Regions from separate parts of the Mus musculus genome. Here region 2 is linked to region 1. Evidence: chromatin contacts called from public HiChIP or PLAC-seq data. All regions are on one chromosome and are shown on one strand. Each heading gives the region's core, a stretch centred on a gene start, on an enhancer-like site or on the middle of the called end of the contact. The rest is flanking DNA. Distances are from core to core; before and after follow the strand shown. Region 1 overlaps Mthfd1l (methylenetetrahydrofolate dehydrogenase (NADP+ dependent) 1-like). Region 2 has its middle 88 kb from the start of Esr1.

Region 1 (2,786 bases), core at 27-2,526:
CATGTGTTCAGGAGCCACAGAGGCATAAAGTGAATTTCCTTCTGGGAGAGAGAAGAGAGTGAGTGGTCTCAAGATCTGTCTGCTGACTCAGCAGCAGTGTGGCCCAGTGACCGACTTCTGCTGCAACTCAGAGTTACGATATTGTATTTCTATGGGCAAGTTGGGGCTGGCTGCTCACAGTAGCCAGGACCCTAACAGCTACCCCAGGGGTGAGGGGGAATCAGTGGCCCACCCTCTGTTTCCTTCTTCAACACATCTTGTGTGTCCCTTTGGGATGACATTACACATACATCTTATTCCCAACATGTTATTGAAAAGTATGAAATAATATAAAATTGTCAAGTGGGGACATTTCACATTTAAACATAAAAGGAAACATTTTAGTGTAGTGGCTTTCAGGAGTCACACTATTATTAAGTAAAGTATTAGAAAAAGCCAGTGGTGTATACCTTTAATCACAGTATTGAGGAGACAGAGGCAGACAGACCCCTGTGTGTCCGAGACTAGTCAGTCTAATCTACATACTGAGTCCGTGCTCTATATAGTGAGACCTTGTCTTATGTGTGTGTGTGTGTGTGTGTGTGTGTGTGTGTGTGAGTGAGAGAGAGACAGAGAGAGACAGAGGGGGGGTGAGAGAGAGAGAGAGAGAGAGAGAGAGAGAGAGACCTTGTGACCCTGAACATAGGGAAGAAGCTGATTGGTAGACAGAATTGAGTCTAGTGTTAGCTCATTTGAAAGGTTGTCGGGACATAGGAAATAAGTCTCTTAGAAACATAGATGAAGCCAGGAAGATGGTCCTGTGGTGAATCTCCCACCCCACCCCACCCCCACCTCCATGGCCAGGCTAAGACCAAAGCTGTCCTGTAAAATCAGCGTGGACTCTTTCCCCCAGCCTGTTCCTGGGCCTGGCTCTCTGACTTATGACCTGTAATAAATGAATGCATGGAACAGTCCTGGAGCAGCAGCAGCTACTCACAGGTTTCCTGGAGTGAGCCATCAGTGACGTTATCTCAACGCAGAAGTTCCCCTGGTGGCTGCTCTCAGGGACAGAGGGAGTGTCCCTGCCTGCCCGAAATCAGGCCTGAGGAATCAGGAAGGAAGTGAGGCCTAAGTAAAGGGGGTCCAGGAAGGCAGGACACTGTCACTTGGAGGCACTCTGTGACAGTACAGGAAGCCATATGCAAGCTGGGCAAATTCCCCCAGGAGGCCAGGATCTCCTAATAAGGGTGGAATTTACTTTCTTTGTCCGCACTCTGGGCCCTCCCACAGACTTGCTGGAATGCATCAAGCATTCATCACTCCTCTGAGAGACATTGTGGTAACTTCCTGGTGGGATGACTAAGGAGAAGGAATGGGGGGTGGGGGGCGGGATGACACTCAGGGAACTGACCCCTGCAGGTGGGAAAATTCTAGCTGGATGAAGCAATGTTATGCTTAGTCATTCCACATTCAATTGCTATCAGGCATCGGAGATACTGAGATACAAGGCTAACCTCCAATCCCCACTCCCTGACGTCCACAATCAGAACTGTTCTCCATTCTTCAATAGAATTCATTCATTCATTCATTCATTCTCTTATTCAGCAAGTCATTAATGGTACCTCCAGCATGCATGGGGAAGAACGCGGTCCCTTACCTCCCGTGTGGGTTTCTGGTACAGAGACTCTGGTAAATAAATGTCCAACATGGACAGAACACTGTGAGCTTTAGAACACAGGGGCAGGTCCCCTCTTGGTGTGTCCTGAAGGCAGGCAGATAGCCCTTCTGTACCTCTGCTGCTGCTTAAGTCTTGAAAACAAAGAATTCCAGCATAAGCCAGTCCACCCGCGAGTGGTAACTGGGGTCAGCTTGACTGGTGTTGGGAAATCACATGGGGAATGCTGGAAAGGCGTCACCTCTTTGTCCTTCTGGGTATTAGCGGCTGGACACCTACCTGAACTTCCTTCCTTGCCTAGCTGTCGCCTGTGTTTTTGGGGCTGAGCTGTCACATCGCATTCTGTTTGGTAATTGCTTTAATTGGTGCTGATTAACACTTTCTAATGGCTAGTGTGGAGGCTTCTCTGGCCCATTTCACCTCCCCACGATTGATTTTTTTATAGAAACCCCTCGGCTCACCATCCCGAAGACTTTCTGGATGTGTGAGGGTAGCCAAGTATTTTTTCTACAGTCACTTTCTTTGTCCCTATGTAAAAATGCATTCCTGGGCTGGCAAGATGGCTCAGTGGATAGAGATGCTTGCTACCAAGTCTAACAACATCCCAAGTTTAATCCCAAGGACCCATATGGTAGGAAGAAAGACCCTGCTCCTAAAAATTGTCCACAGAATGCCACACATGCATGCACACACCCATACACAAAATTAATTATTGTAAAAGAATTTAAGGAACGTATTCCTGGGTGCCCCTGCTTCTTTAGGATGACATTACATATACATATTCTCCCCAACATATTATTGAAAATTACGAAATAATAAAAGATTGTCAACTGGTATAGTGCACACCTCAGTGCCTCTTTTCCTAAGAAATCATTTGCCAAATGCATTTTTTTTTTTTTGAGCAGGGGCAGAAGGAGCAAATACTTTCTTATAATTTTCCCAACCTCAAATTTTATAAACTACTCTATTCCTTGGAGCTGGTGATTTATAATAGCCAATAAACCCAAGAGCCTGTGTAACTTTTCAAAAAATAATCTCATGATGAAAGAGATTCGTGATATATATATCAGGTGTTCTCTGTCCTATCACATTGGTTCAGCCTTTAATTATTTACAAAGCCTCTTTAATCACT
Region 2 (2,898 bases), core at 128-2,627, 510 kb after region 1:
AATCCAGGGTCTGGCATCCTGATGGAGGTTGCTCTACCACAGAGCCACGCCCCCTTCAGGCTTGGCTGAAGCATCTTTACCTGCTATCAGGGAGACTCACCGCCTTGCTTACAATACAGACTGCCTGCCCTAAATAGAGATCCCTACCCTCAGTGTTTTTTTTTTTTTAAAGCTTTTAAATTGTATTTTTCTCTCTCACAGCTTTGCAATAGCTGTTAGTAAGCAAAAAAAACATTCCCTTCTTCGACGTTATGACCCTTTTCTTCTACTGCTAATTGAATGGCGTTGATAAGGAGCAACATGTGAATTCATGTTTAACCCTAAAATGGGGAGCAGACGTATGTATTTCCAGTTGCTACTTAATAATGGCCTTTCAGTAATTAAGAGCCTTCTCCTCTGAACGTAATTATTCAAAGGGACAGTGGAAGCTTTGTAAAAGAATGTATGCCCATGTAAGCAGGCGAAAAGTCATTTCACATGTATTGTGGACACCAGTCGTAACATGTTTTACTTAAAAGTTAGAACTGAAAAGGTCTTACTGACTTCCAAATCCATTTCTCACTTCCTCCATTGAGCATTTTGAACCAGCTCACAGCCCTTTTGGAAAGCCAGGTCTCTGTTACTACAAATGTCCACATTGTCTGCCCTGCCAGCTGCGTTCGTTAGCAGTTTTCTCCAGTAGCAGGCCATGTGATATAAAATATCGAACGTCCTCTGGCTTGTAAATATCATGTTAACCTTCAAAGCGTTCGAAAGCGCAGGAAATCTGAGTCAACAGAATAGTATGTAAGTTTATTTTTATAGAACCTGCCTGAACTGCAAGGGAGGGGCGGGGCGTGGACCCAGGCCTGCCTGCCAATCTGCGCTGCCAGTGAACTAAGCCTGATCCCACTGAGAGCCAGGCCAGCGGGCTTCGGTCAACTTGCTGACTTCCTACTTGCAGAACTGGGCAGTTCCGGGGAAGCACTTTCAGGAAATCTTCCGTTGACACCGTGTCTGTCCAACTGTGTAGGAAATGAAGGGTTCTAGCAAAGTTTTTACTCAGTGACTAATCAAAATATTAGATAATTTTGCTAAGCTGGAGCTTAGTCACTATCCTCAGAAGTGCTGTGGGACTTGTCCGGCAAGTCTTCAGGTCTATCTGATCAACCGTCCTCAGGCACAAGGGACCTTCTTAGCCCCTGCCTGGAAGGACGTGGCCGACCCCGGGCTGTTTAGGAGCACATACCCACTCCCCCACACCCCCAGCTCCTCTGGCTTATTAGTTTAGACAGTTAGGGTTCTAATCCCACTATGAGGAGTCTGAGCAGTGGTGAATCTGCCCTCCCGAAACCTCTGTGGCCTTGTGGGGATGGCTGCCGGTTGGCGTTTCCAGGAAGACAGCGCCTGCAGCTATTTGCCAACTCCATGTTGGCAGCTGGTTTGATTCCTCTTTTGGATAGCAAGAACAGCATGATGAAGAAAAGGCAAAGGGGAGGGCTTGGCAAACAACGTGTCCTTCATCTTGATGGGGATTGCAATGTGCAAAGTAGGTTGCCAGCCATACTGTTTCCAGTACAGTTTCCTTCCCCCCCTCTCCTCCCCATGTCCCTCCCCCTTTCTCTCTCTCTCCCTTTTCCTCTCTTCTTCTCCCCTCTTTCTCATCTCTGTCCCTCTCCCCCTCCCTCTCCTCTCTTCCTCTCTCCCTTTCCCCTCTCTTCCTCCTTTCTCCCTTCTCTCCTCCCTCCCTCCCTCCCTCCCTCCCTCCCTCCCTCCCTCCCTCCCTCCCTCCCTCCTGTGTGTGTGTGTGTGTGTGTGTAGTCTATGAACATGTCTGTATGGATATGTGTGTCAGTACCATACCTATGCATGAGGAGGTCATCTTAGTTTTTGAGAGGAAGTCTCTCACTGAATATGCATCTCACTGTAATGGTTAGAATGACTGACCAATGGGCTCCAGGGGCCAGGCCACCTCTGCTTCTTAGTGCTGAGATTGCAGACTCTGCACACATCCTTTGTGGGTGTTGGAGATGAGAACTCATGTCCTGTGTGACAAGGCCTTTAGCCGCAAAGCCATCTTCCCTGCCCTGTAGTTGTGTGTTTCTATGCACGTGACAGTCTCTGCAACGACTTCTATTTTTCTTCTAACTTTTTTTTCTACTTTTGAAGTCCTGGATTCAAAATTGATTAATTCCAGAAAGTGGGGTTGTTGCTAGGATTTTGATACAAGTCTGAAAATCAACCAACCAACCAACCACCAACCAACCAACCAACCAACCAACCACCAACCAACCAACCAACCAACCAACAACCAACCAACAACCAACCAACCAACCAACCACCAACCAACCAACTGACCAAAACCCACCAGGACTTGGGATACCATTGAACGCATCTCCCCGAATAACTGCCATTTCTCTTCTGTCACCAGAATCATCCCTCTTCGTGTTTGTTGGGGCTAAAAAATAACCCAGATCTTCTCTCTCCCACTCTTGCGTGCATTTATCTGTTAATGCTAAATTCTATTCTTAAGTAGAAACTCTAAAGGGCTGAAAAATAACATTTGAAGTGTATGTCAATAGATTAGCATGGAGCCCACCTGTGGGTCTGCTTCCTCCCCACTCTTTTAAAGCCAGCTTCCTGTAGGTACAAGGCAGTTCTTTAAAGTCCTGTTTTTCTCTTTGCTAGATGTGAGTTGTCAAATAGTTAACACCAGAACCAGGCTTTTATCACAGTGACAAATACCCTGAAAGAAAATTATTTTGAAGAAGGGAAACTTCAGTGTGGATCACGGTTTCAAATATTTCAGTCTTCTGTCCTGTTGTGGAATGTCGGTGTTGAGGCAGAGTGAGAGTGAGAGTGAGAGTGAAAGAGAGAGAGAGAGAGAGAGAGAGAGAGAGAGAGAGAGAGAGAGAGAAG

The links. HiChIP or PLAC-seq counts read pairs in DNA pulled down with a chosen protein or histone mark.
Region 2: a FOXA1 HiChIP or PLAC-seq map of pancreatic cancer cells shows a contact between it and region 1. The contact joins two enhancer-like sites. A contact is called at or near these places in 1 of 39 promoter capture datasets (neutrophils) and 1 of 115 datasets of contacts at active chromatin or transcription factors (pancreatic cancer cells).

The regions. Positions count from the first base shown.
Region 1 is chr10:4,106,720-4,109,505 of GRCm38.p6, forward strand. All of the region lies in intron 26 of Mthfd1l (methylenetetrahydrofolate dehydrogenase (NADP+ dependent) 1-like), which reads left to right. Among named protein-coding and RNA genes, the nearest start is that of Gm25515, 3.8 kb to the left of the region's middle. Within about 2 kb of position 1,277, at least 136 of the 459 cell types and tissues checked have an H3K27ac peak or open chromatin away from gene starts, as enhancers often do. A contact at or near this core is called in pancreatic cancer cells, where this site is marked.
Region 2 is chr10:4,620,259-4,623,156 of GRCm38.p6, forward strand. It overlaps a transcript of Esr1 not described here. Among named protein-coding and RNA genes, the nearest start is that of Esr1, 88 kb to the right of the region's middle. Within about 2 kb of position 1,378, at least 113 of the 459 cell types and tissues checked have an H3K27ac peak or open chromatin away from gene starts, as enhancers often do. A contact at or near this core is called in pancreatic cancer cells, where this site is marked.